2 separate regions of the Mus musculus genome follow, and region 1 is linked to region 2. Evidence: chromatin contacts called from public promoter capture Hi-C data. All regions are on one chromosome and are shown on one strand. The core of a region is the stretch at or near the end of the contact, and the rest is flanking DNA. Distances in the headings are between cores, read along the strand shown.

Region 1 (6,047 bases), core at 2,430-4,929, 67 kb after region 2:
GAGGGAGACAGAGGACGTTAGGATGCCAGTTAGTGTACTGAGTGGAGATGGATGCAGCTCCCTTACTTTGGTGCCCAATTCTAATGGCTATGAAACGGCAGTGGCTTTCTGTAACAAAAAGACTAAAACTGCAGACTACCTACCTATTTATTTCTATGCAAAAACTCAAAAGACTACATATTGCCAATGAAGGTACCCAAGGGAAATAGCCATTAAGAACAACAGTGCTGTTCTGTTGGTACCTCATTTACTCTAACCATAAGTCTGATGGCCATAACAGGAGGTGGCAGGGGCTATGCAAGTTCTGTTTGTTGATATTTTCCTGGGAAACAGTTCATTTCTAGAGAGAAAACAGGACACATGCCAACATTCTCTGCTTTACTGGTTACTTGTTTAAATTACTAGGTGGGCGCCCATATCCTGGCTTTAAAAAAAATGAAATGCAATGGCCAAGTGATGGTGGCGCATGCCTTTAATTAAAGCACTTGGGAGGCAGAGGCAGTCAGATCTCTGAGTCTGAGGTCATCCTGGTCTACAGAGTGAATTCCAGAATAGCCAGGGCTACAGAGCAAAACCCTGCCTTGAAGAAAAACAAACAAATATAGTAAAATAAAAAATAAAAATAGAAGATGAAATGTGATCTTTGACAATGCATTAAGGGTTGCAGTTCTGGACCTCAATGACTCATGACTTAACTATGTTCAAGTTTCCTCTGACCAGTCTTAGAGGTTCAAATGTCATTTATTAATCAAAGGGTGGCATAGTCTACTTCACAGCCTATCTTCTTCTTACCTATTAGAAACATTAGATATGCTTTTATGTCTAGGCTTTGTCAACAAATAAATAGGCCAACTTGGAAAAAAGCCAAAGTCTTCTGTTGGAAAACTTTCAAGATAGATAAGCACTCTAGTCCTGCATTTAATAAAGTATGTTTGTGTAATATAAATAATAAACTGAGATATTAGACTTGTGGCATCCTTCAAAAAACCAGAAGAGAGTTGAGTTTCCTGTACGCACAGCCTATCTGATTCCTTCTCTGTTCATCCGCCCTCATCCTTACCACAGCCCCACTCTTCCATAAGTCCTGCTAAAGGCTGCAAGCAACACTGTCTTCAGGTCAAAGCACAGCATGTTCTTGGCATCCCCAGCATTTAGTCAGCCAGTAGTTTCTGACTATGTGACCATGCTTCTCAAAACACTCAGCTGTTGCCTAAATGCTTCTGTACCTAGATGGGAAAGATCCAGTTGCATGCATGGATCCCCTCTTCCAAAATACAAATGAAACTGAAATTCCCCAGAATCTGAATACTGACAATGATGTTTTCAAGGTTGGTAGAGGCCAACCTGAAAGAGACAGCACTTGAATTCTAACCGCTCATGCCCATCCTTCCAGTTACTAAGCACTGTCATGTGTGCACAGCTGCCTTCTGCAAGGAGTTACTTTCTCTCCCAGTCTCAAGTCAGCCTTTTGTCAGCTCCTGTCTAACAGTTTCCTCCTCAGACTAAGATCCTTTCCCAATGATCTCAACTGTAATAAGTCATCTCCATTCATCTCACTCTATCTACTCTATTTCCTAGCCTGTGAGGGGTCGCTAACTCCTGCTTGGTAAGGATTTTATAACTACCACTAAGGGAGTTCCCAGTCACATTCTGACAGACATTTAAGCAAATACTGTAAAACTTTACATGTTTCAGAATCACTTGAAAAAGTTAACAGGTAAGTTGTTGGGCTAAAGAAAATGCAATTCTAAGAGGTTCTCAGATGATATGTAACCTGCTCGCCCAAACACCATACTCTAGGAACCACTTACTGCCTTTGTGAATCTGATTAAGGAAGGCTATGAGTAAATGCACTGCACATATGCAATTCTGATATAAATTCAAAAGGATCATGGGTGTTCACTCACAACTACTGTCCCTTCTGTATTTCATTCTAAGGAATGTGTAAGATGTTTCCTGACTTGATCTCAGGAAGCACTCACTACAGTAATAGGGAAACTGTGTAAGCACCTAAGAATGAAGGAGTGGTTCATAGTGGCAAGTCGGTTCTGTCCAACATGCTGTCCTCTTTAGTCTTGGGGGTCTCTTTCATAGTTGGGTGGTATTTTTCTATACACCTCATTTAAACAAACAAGAAACTCATCATTATCATTTTAAAAATGACTCAAACAAAACCGTTCAGGTGAAGACATTGTCTGCTAGGAAGAACATAAATATAAATAACCGCTTCAGACAGGACTGAAACCCTGATGTCAGACTTAAGAATAACCACCTAGATCATAAACAAACCATTTCTCGGGCTGGAGAGATGGCTCTGCTGTAGGTCCTGAGTTCAAATCCCAGCAACCACATGGTGGCTCACAACCATCTGTAATGGGATCTGATGCTCTCTCTGGTGTGTCTGAAGACAGCTACAGTGTACCTACATTTAATGAATAAATAAATCTTTAAAAACAAAAAACCTGGGGCTGGTGAGATGGCTCAGTGGGTAAGAGCACCCGACTGCTCTTCCGAAGGTCCGGAGTTCAAATCCCAGCAACCACATGGTGGCTCACAACCATCTGTAACAAGATCTGATGCCCTCTTCTGGAGTGTCTGAAGACAGCTACAATGTACTTACATATAATAAATAAATAAATCTTAAAAAAAAAAACAAAAAAAAAACAAAACAAAAACAAAAAAACAAAAAACCACACAACATAAAAACATTAGCCAGGCGTGCTGGTACACGCCTTTAATCCCAGCACTTGGAAGGCAGAGGCAGGCAGATTTCTGAGTTTGAGGCTAGCCTGGTCTACAGAGTGAGTTCTAGGACAGCCAAGGCTACACAGAGAAACCCTGTCTCGAAAAAAAAAAAAAATCCTCCAGTCTAGACCAAGGCTGTATGAACCCACAATAAGAAATGAAAGAGAAAGTGGTTCTCTATTTAAAAACAGTGGTCCTAATTTGTAATAAAGAATTTAAACAGCAGAGAGAATAAATGTTAAAATATGCCTTCAAGTCACACATTCTGTATTTATGAACTCTGACTAGTCAGCGCATCATTATTCACTTATAGTTCCTTACAGACTCAAGTCATTTAGTCAACTTAAGTCAGTATCAACTCTTTAAAAAATAGCCATATTCATTCATTTCCTTCTCTACTTCCTTCTACAGTTTTCAACAATATTCCAAAATTCACTAAAAAATAAGAACAAACAATTAAGTTATAAATTACTTCCTTCCCCCAAATGGCTAATGTAAAAATATGTTGTCAACACAGAAAAATATTTCAAGGTTCCTGGTCTGTATTTCCTCAACGAGCAGCCAGAATCCATTAAATTCATATTTAATCTATTCAATGTAACACCTCTTAGGACTTAGCAATTACAGATACAGCAGGATTATATATATTTTAACTTTTCCATATCTATCAGTCTTTTCTCAATGTGTAATCCTATCAGGCTATTACCATTAATAAGAACTCTTAAATTTAATATGAGAAAATGAATGAATATATACACTGTCGATCAGAAATACTTTCAAATCTAGACTCCCTAATTTATAAATAGTCTAAATATCAAGTAATTTCAAGAGAGCATACCTCTAGTAGAAGACGTGGATCTACACAATCACCATCATCATTAAACATAGATTCCCAGCTTTCCTCCACAGCACTACTTCCTTGTATGTGAGAAGTGTCTGTTGTTTTTAGATCTACAGATGTTTCCACAGATGAATCAGAAAATGATATGCCACACACTACACTCTCTGAGTAATCTTCCTCTTTTGTTTTAAACTCTTCAGCAGTTTTTAGGTCGTGCAAGGCCTCTGTCATCTCCTCAGTGGTATCCAGATCACTGCCCAAGGCACTCTCCAAAAGTACGTCTGATGCATCTGACATACTCAGTTCAGAGTCCAGACAAGTGGCAATATTACTATCAGCAGTCTTCTTTATGGGTAAAGAGGAAGCACCATCTGACACACTTTCTATCAACTTTCCTGTTGACTCTGTAAAACCAGATGCAATACTCTCAGCATAAATATCTGAGCAAGCACTTAGGCTGCTAATGTTTTCAGAGTCGTTCTCACTCTTAGCTCTATCAAGTGGAGCTACATCTGCACTCATTTCTATATAATCTGAGAAATTTCTCATGTTGCCACTACTCTCACCAGATTCTCCAACTGCACCTGTACAAGAGCTGCCTTCAGTTACAGGGTCACAAGCTGTACCTGCAATGTCCACCATACAAGCCTTGCTGGTACTGTCACATACATTCCTAAATCCATCATCTGTGTCTATTTCATGCACGAGGACCGCTGTATCAGAAGGTTCAGACTTTACACATAACTCATCAGCAGAGCTGTCACTCTCACATTCTCTAGTCACTGCTGGATCAATAGTGCCATTTGTGCTCTCTAATTTGCTGACTACCGCCATTTTAAGAGAAACGTTATCCACAGTCTCAAGAATGGAATCTACACCTTTTTGACCCAAGACAGACTCTGTACTGTTGACTGTACCCTCACTCTCAACTTCAAAGTCTACAAAAGTTGAATCAACATCTTCATCTGGACCTCCAGGAACAGAAACCACAGAGATGTCCCCAGGACTGTGCTTTGACATCCCATCTGGTGTTTCCAGACTGGATGGTGCAGTTTCAGAATCAGAACTTAGTGTTACTGGCATAGCCATACCATCTGGTTTCAGCAGAGTGGTAACAACTTGAGGAAATTGGGAGACTAGCTCTGGAACTTTGGCCTCAGTTACAATGCTGCTTTCCAAATTTCTATTTACAAAAGTTTCCCCACTGAAATCACAGAGTTCCACATTCTGGAATGGTCTGCTTGGAACCTGAGCAGCACTGACTTCTGAGGAAGACTGAGATGGAGACACCCGCCAGTGTCCTGTCGCTCCCGCAGTCTGAACTTCCCAACAGTCCATGTCCTTTGGTTTAAAAAGTCTTTGTAAAGGTATACTAGATACAATCCCAGCGTCGGGAGCTCTGTGTTGATGTTCTTGGGATGAGGCTTCTGTGGATTCTTCAGCTCCTTTCTTAGAACAAGCCTTCTCTTTATTCTGTTTTTGTGGGCACCTGTCTTTCCTTAGTTGTGATGCAGATCTCTTTCCTTCCCTACAGTCAACATCCTTCCTATCAGAATGGCCTGCACCTCGTCTCTGGGACTCGGGTTTACTTGCAGAGATCTTCTGGGGAAGACAACCTTCTTTTTGATCTTTTGGCACAAAGGCAGGAGGCCCATGGCCTTCCTCCTGGTCACTTGACTTGAGGAGAGCTGTTCCCCTTCGAGCTTTAGGTACATAGAGTGCCATGTCAGGCCTTTTGGTTCGAACTCTACATCTCTCTGCTTCTTGCTGCATGGCACCACTTCAATCTGAAAGAAAATGAAAGGGTTAATAATAAAAGACAAAAAAATTCCAAGAATGAAGTTTTTAAGTATTTTAATCTGTTCTTTTGTTTGTTTGTTTGTCAGCAATCATTGACTTAAAAAAACTTGACATAAAATACTTAATCCATTCAGGCATGTCAATCAGGAAAATAAATTCCCAAAACTCATGAGAGATACATCTGGGCCTCTCTTCTTCTATGAAATGTTTTATTAGTTTTTATTTAGTTGTGTGTGTGTGTACACATACATGCATGTGTGTGCTTATGCATATAAGCCACTGTGCCATGTGGAGATCAGAGGACACTTGGACAGGAATTAGTTCTCTCCTGTATCACATGACTCCTGGGACTGAAGCGCAGACTGCCAAGCTTGGCTGCTGGCACCTTTACTTGCTGAGCCACCTAGCCAAACTCCCTCTGCTATTTTGAACTCTTAATATCTAGCCTAATACACAAATTTTCTACTATTCTGTTTGTGGAAAAATATGATTTTAAAAAATTTATTAAATTATTTGTGTGTATATCTGTGTGTACACACATGAACATCACAGTGTGCATGTGGAGGTCAGAGTTGGTTCTTTCCTTCTATGATGTGGGTTCTGGGGACCGAATTCAGGCTGTCAGTCTTGGCAAAAAGCACCTTTGCCGCCACTTTGCTGG
Region 2 (5,910 bases), core at 321-2,820:
AAGGGACATGCCTCAGAGTCTGGGCCACACCACAGCGTGGAGAACACACCTCTGGGCTTGGGCTGGGAGATGCTGCCAAGCATAACTCAATCACAGGGTCTGTGGCAGATAGGAGAGAATGAAGGAGACAGGAGCCTGCGATGTGAGAGCAGAGACTTGCTTTGATGAGGTGCTTTGAGGTCATAGAACGGCAAGGGCCCCTGGCAGCTGGGTTCAGGTGAGACTCATATGTGTTGTGGTACTGATCACTCAATGGATAACCGAATAATTCTGGGTTGAACAGTCCCAGCTAGACTGGAATCTCCAAAAAGACTGCCTCCAAGTCTTTCTCCAGGGGAAAGGTAGGCATCAAACTTGGACGAGACCCAAGATTATCCTTTCTGGGTCAAACCCTCTTGCCCTGCTGGAAGGAGGATAGACAAGTTTTTTGTCTGTCATGGAGATGACTGGAAACTGTAGAACAGGAGACATGCTTGCACGAAATGTAACCCTGGCCCACCTTCTCTGCGGAGGGTGGAGTCTTTGAAGTGCCAGGCTTCAGAAACACCACCAGGTGGGGGGATCCCTACTGGGTGATGGCTGGGTCACCTACTGGGTTTCAGGAAACTAAGATAGCCAGGCAGGAGGGATGAAGTAGAGGGTCCTCCTATTGGGACAGGAATTGGCCCCAAATATGCAGCCAGGGACACAGGATGTGCTCCAGGCTCAACCCCTACTAGTGTCCCCGGAGTCCCCACAGAACCGTGCCCGAACAGGCTAAAAGCTCTGGAGGCTGGCTGCACACAGGTTTGAGGTTTCTCTGAGTGAAATTGCAGCTGTGTTCCTGTTTTCTGTTTTCCTTGAACTCTGTCACACCCATGTCTACATGACACTCGGGCCTTTGAGCTCTGAGCATATTTTTGAAAAGGGAAAATCTGGGTCAGGCCATCACCCTCTGAGGCAGGTTTCAAAGGACTTTCCATTCCCCAAAGCCCTTCCCTTTGAACTTGGCCAAAAGCTTCCTCCTGGGCTGATATTTCTTCTTGGCATGATAGCCCAAAGGTGAAAAATGCAGGACAGCCTCCGAAGCAAGTGGGTGCGGTTGTTTTGAAGCCGGGTGAGTAATCCGGGGAAAAGTACTGGTTGCTGACACTGGTGGCCCCAGAGCCACCTGGGATGGCCCAGCTCTGCCCAACACCTAGCCCATCACTTCAAGCCATAAGAATGTATTCCAAGAATGTACACCCCGCCCCCCCAGCCCCCAGCTACAAATGGCTAGAGCCACCACCGAGTTCTTCCCCCTCTTCCTTCCTGATGCAACCTTGTGTCCCCGGAGTCATTACATAGCCTCAGACAGGCGCAGAGACTCTGCCAGCATCAGCTTCAGCTGGGAGCTTGCTACCCTGGGGTCCCTCTTCCCGGCATCCTTGCGTCATTCATGCATGCTTTCCTAAATTCCTGGCTAGTTTAGCTGACTCCAGCTAATTCCGCTTCCGGAGTCTTTCCTAGTAAAAAGGGTGGAGCGAGACTGCTCTTTGATAGATGACTGGGGTGGAAGCAGAGGGTGGTTTTCCTTTCTCTGGAATCCCAGGGAGTGGGCGGAGCTCCAAGTAACACTCAAGTGTGATTCACACCTCTGTCCCTAGAGCCAGCCAGCTGCTCCCCAGAATCCAGACCGCAGAGGGTCTTGATGCCTCCTGACCAGCTTCTGGGCACTCCAGGGAAAGCCTAGGAACTGGTGCTCCTTCAGACTGGGTGGGAGAAGGGGGTGGTCAAGAGGGAAGTCCGTTCTGAGGCCAAGGCACGGCAGAAAGTGGGGTCTGCAGCACCAGCCCCCTCCCTGGGATGCTTCCCTTCCTGGCGCTGTTAGGTCTGGTACATGCTAGCAACCACGTGTCTTTTCCTTCATGCTTTTTATCTTATTTGGAGCATACAGCTGGCTGAGGGTGTTGCTATTGCTGACCTGGGAGTGCTGGCTATCAAACCCAGGGTCTGAAGCATGTCAGGAAAGTGCTCTATTACTGAGCGACATGTCAAGCCCTGCTGTTATGTTGGTTGCCTTGGGATAACTGTATCTTTGGGTGTGTGTGTGCAGGGGGCTGGGGGGCTGACTGGGGTGGGGAGTGGCTTACTGATGGTTCATTTGTAGCAGCTTGAAGGCCTGCTATGTTAGGCAGATTCACACACAGTCCATTTCAGTCAGGTTACTAGCCAAACCTCCTGCTACCTTAGCAGTCACATCCAGAACCCCTGACCACTGCTAACGTGTTCTCTCCACTGTGGCTTTGCCTCTTCTAAAATGTTCTAGAAATGCAGCCAAGAGGTCTTTAGTGCTGAGGCTAGTTCCTGTGGCCACAAGGTGCCTCTGAGGGTCACCGGCCATCGCGTTTGATCCTTGTGTGGCTGAGCAGGGGCCACCATGTCCCACAGTTTTACTTATCTACTGAAAAACATTTGGGATGTTTTGAGGATTTTTGTTTGTTGATTTTTGAATCCAGCTGCTAAAAAAGCATTCAGGTATACATTTTTATGTAAATCTATTTTTATTCCCTTAGGGAAACACCCAGGAGTGAGTTGGACTATATGCAATATGTATATTTAACTTTGTAAAAAAATATAATTAAATTGTCTTCCCAAACTAGTTTTTGCCAGTTTGCACACTAAGAATGGGCATCTTTTCTTTTTGACCTTCACCTGAAAGTCAGGTCATCTCCCCTGCCAAGGCAGGGGCCAGAACTTAATGAACTGAGATAAAACCCAGGACTAAAGATGAGTTGAAGAAGCTAGGTGGCTTTAATCCTAGTGCTTGGGAGGCAGAGGCAGGTGGATCTCTGTGAATTTGAGGCCAGCATGGAACTCACTACAGAGTGAGTTCCAGGACAACCAAGGCTACACAGAGACCTTGTGGTGGGGGCAGGAGGGGTATTTGAAGTGATTGTGAGTCTGGTGAACCCCTGCTCATGGTGGGAGGAATTTCAACTGGTTCACAGCCGTTGTCCCAGTCAGGACTGCAGTGTGCCTGTGGGCAGGTTTCTCTGCTTCTCTGGCCCTCAAGCTTCTGCTCAGAATGAGCCCTGCAGGTTCAGCGAGGCCACAATTTGCGGTACTTCAATTGTTGCATAGCGAGCCTCTGAGCATCAGAATTAAGCTCTAAATAAAGGCTTAGGATTCAGGTGTGGTCACTTCCAGTCTATCCCAAGGACATGACATCCTCCAGAAACACAGAGGTGAAGATACGCATACTGGTTTGAAAATGCTTTGCTTTGAATGAAGTTCTCAGGCGTGTGCAGAGTATTCTCCGACCAGGAAGATCCAGTCCGGCAAGTAGCTCTCGACATCCTTCTAGCGTCTATCTGGCAAAAGAGGCTAGAAATGTGGGCATGTCCCTAAGGTCTCTCTAGTGCCTCTGATTCCTCATTCCCCCGGGTTTGGACTCACCCTCCACTGTCCCAGACTACAAAGATCTCCCAGAAAACATGAGGTTAGGGTTGGGGGGGGGTGCATGGATCCTCGCTGGGGAAAACCTTGTCACAGCAGAGCTATGACAGTGACAAGCTATTTAACTCTACCTGACCTTACTTTTCTCATCCTTAGGAAGATCTTGGAGTCCTCACAGATAAGGGCTAGCCTCAGGGCCAGTGAGACAGGGTAGCCTCAGGGCAGCCTGGCACATGCTCTGTTTTCAGGAAAAGTTGGGTTTCTTTCTGTATTGTTCCATTTTTCCCTTATCTTCAAAGAACATCAGATTCTAAACCTTCTCCCAGAGTTTATAGTATATAAAACAGTCCACTTCATCCATTCTAGAAATTTAGTTACACAAAATGAATTCACTAGCAACAAGGCCCTCTGTGTAGGGAAGGTCGGGTCTACCCACATTCTACCACCCAGCCAAAAATAACTTCAACATTAGTTTCACGGAGGGTAGAAGACCAGGGGATCTTATGCAAGAGTTGCTCTGGCCGGTCCAGGGTTCTGGCCTGGCCAAAGAGCAGGAAGAGACCTGCATGGTCCTCTCTAGCCGTATGTGTCACTCATACCTACTCTGTCCCACAAGGAATTGCTGAAGTCATGTCTTAAATCAAGAACTTTGCTTCTCAGCATTGCTTTGCTGACATCCAACCCTTTACCTGCATATCATCAATGTACCAACAGCCATAGCCAATATACCAACAGCCTTACCATCTGAAACAACAGCCACAGTCAGTGTAACAACAGCCACAGTCAATGTAACAACAGCCACAATCAGTGTAACAACAGCCATAGTTAGTGTAACAACAACCACACAATATGTAACAACTCTAGTCAATGTAACAATAGCTACAGTCAGTGTAACAACAGCTTCACATTTACCTCAGAAGATTCCTAGCCACAGCATAATAGAAATGGATTGTGCTAGAACAGCTCCTGCATCCTGCAGGCACTGAATAGTAAGTGTGTTTATGCCTAGATTAGTAGCAACCCAACAACAAATTTATCACGGTTACAACCAACAGCATCATAAAAACAAACACTGGATGTTTCTAAAATCACCGAGAACACTCAAGTTATGCTTCAAATCCTATAAAATGGGCATGAGTATACCAAACGTTTTATTAGATGAAAGGAGCCAATGGCCTATAGACAATATATGGCCAGTGATATAAAATACAACCAGGCCATAAATTTGAACTACAACCAAGATTTTAGCATTAATGAACACAAATTAAATATTTAGTTATTTCCGGTTTTCCCTGCTTGCTTGGAATTCAGAATGAATTAGGGGTGGGTGATAACGGTAGATCCGGCCTTTGGTAAAACTTCCCAGGGACACATGAAGGTCCTGGGAAGAACAGTTCTATCCCACTCACTGGACGGTTGTTAATATCTACCTCACAGGAGATTACATTCAGGGAAAGAGCTGTTCCACGCAGAGCTCCTGACCTGACACTTGGAACACTGCTGGTTCCATACAAATGGAAGGAAGGTCCCTGCCCCATGACCAACAAGACTGGCAGTGAGCAGGCTTTCTGCCAAGCCCAGGGAGGGAGGCAGTTTTGTGAAGGATTACAGAGGTGTTTCAAGGGTACTCTGGCATCCGCATCTGCACCATGTGATGCTGGCTACGGTGCCAAAGCCCAAGAGGCTTTCCTGTCGCCGCCCCTTGGTAATTCTGGTGTGCCCTGGAGTTGAGAATCCCTGAGAGTGTGTTTGAGTTTATTCTCCACTCATCCTCTCCTGTCCAGCCATCACCAGGGGCTACCATCTCCTGCAATGACAAAACCTAACGGTCTTCCTTAAACCCACTCTACAACAAAACTTAAAAAAAAAAAGACAATGTATTCATTTCAATTCTGTTACTTTTCTAAAATATCCTGACAAAAGGAAAGAGTAAAGCCCTTCAGATTGTCCTCTGACCTCTGCACACACACTGTGGTGTGTACATGCCCACACACACAAAAATGCAATAAATAAACAAATAAAAAATTCTAGGCAATTTCAGAGGATGACACAGATCTCCAGGGCCCAGGCTAGCAGGATAAGAACCCTGTTTTATTCCATAGATGATTACGTTAATATGCAGCAAGATTTCCTGGGAAACTAAACACAGTGAGCTACATCTGTAACCCCACGACTTGAGGTACAGAAGCTGGAAGCACCTGAGGTATCCAGACCAGCATAGTAAGGCCTTGGTTCAACCTAAAACAAACCAGCACCAGGAACTTGAAGAAATAAAGATGGCTGCGATTCTGATTCTACAAGTGAGGTTAGGACCGAGGCTTGTGCCTGTATGATGCACTTCCTGTTTGAAAGTCACGGCAGCTGTTTCCTTGTGCCTGGCCTCCAGCTCCTCCTCGGTTTCCCGAGTTGCCTGGCTATGCCCTTCTTGCCTCCCTCCATAGGTTCCTGGCCAGGCCTGAAGTCACTAGTACCCATCAGAATGATTGTGGGTAG

The links. Capture Hi-C pulls out chosen DNA fragments and counts their contacts.
Region 1: a promoter capture Hi-C map of adipose tissue shows a contact between it and region 2. The contact joins two enhancer-like sites. A contact is called at or near these places in 1 of 484 Hi-C or Micro-C datasets (nephron progenitors) and 2 of 9 other capture datasets (adipose tissue and pancreatic islet).

What each region holds. Positions count from the first base shown.
Region 1 is chr19:42,561,878-42,567,924 of GRCm38.p6, reverse strand. It overlaps R3hcc1l (R3H domain and coiled-coil containing 1 like), which reads right to left. Exons shown (of 7, transcript NM_177464.4): 2 at 3,584-5,373. The coding sequence starts at 5,359. Among named protein-coding and RNA genes, the nearest start is that of R3hcc1l, 46 kb to the right of the region's middle. Within about 2 kb of position 3,679, at least 15 of the 459 cell types and tissues checked have an H3K27ac peak or open chromatin away from gene starts, as enhancers often do. A contact at or near this core is called in adipose tissue, where this site is marked.
Region 2 is chr19:42,627,376-42,633,285 of GRCm38.p6, reverse strand. No RefSeq gene overlaps it. Among named protein-coding and RNA genes, the nearest start is that of Loxl4, 18 kb to the right of the region's middle. Within about 2 kb of position 1,570, at least 90 of the 459 cell types and tissues checked have an H3K27ac peak or open chromatin away from gene starts, as enhancers often do. A contact at or near this core is called in adipose tissue, where this site is marked.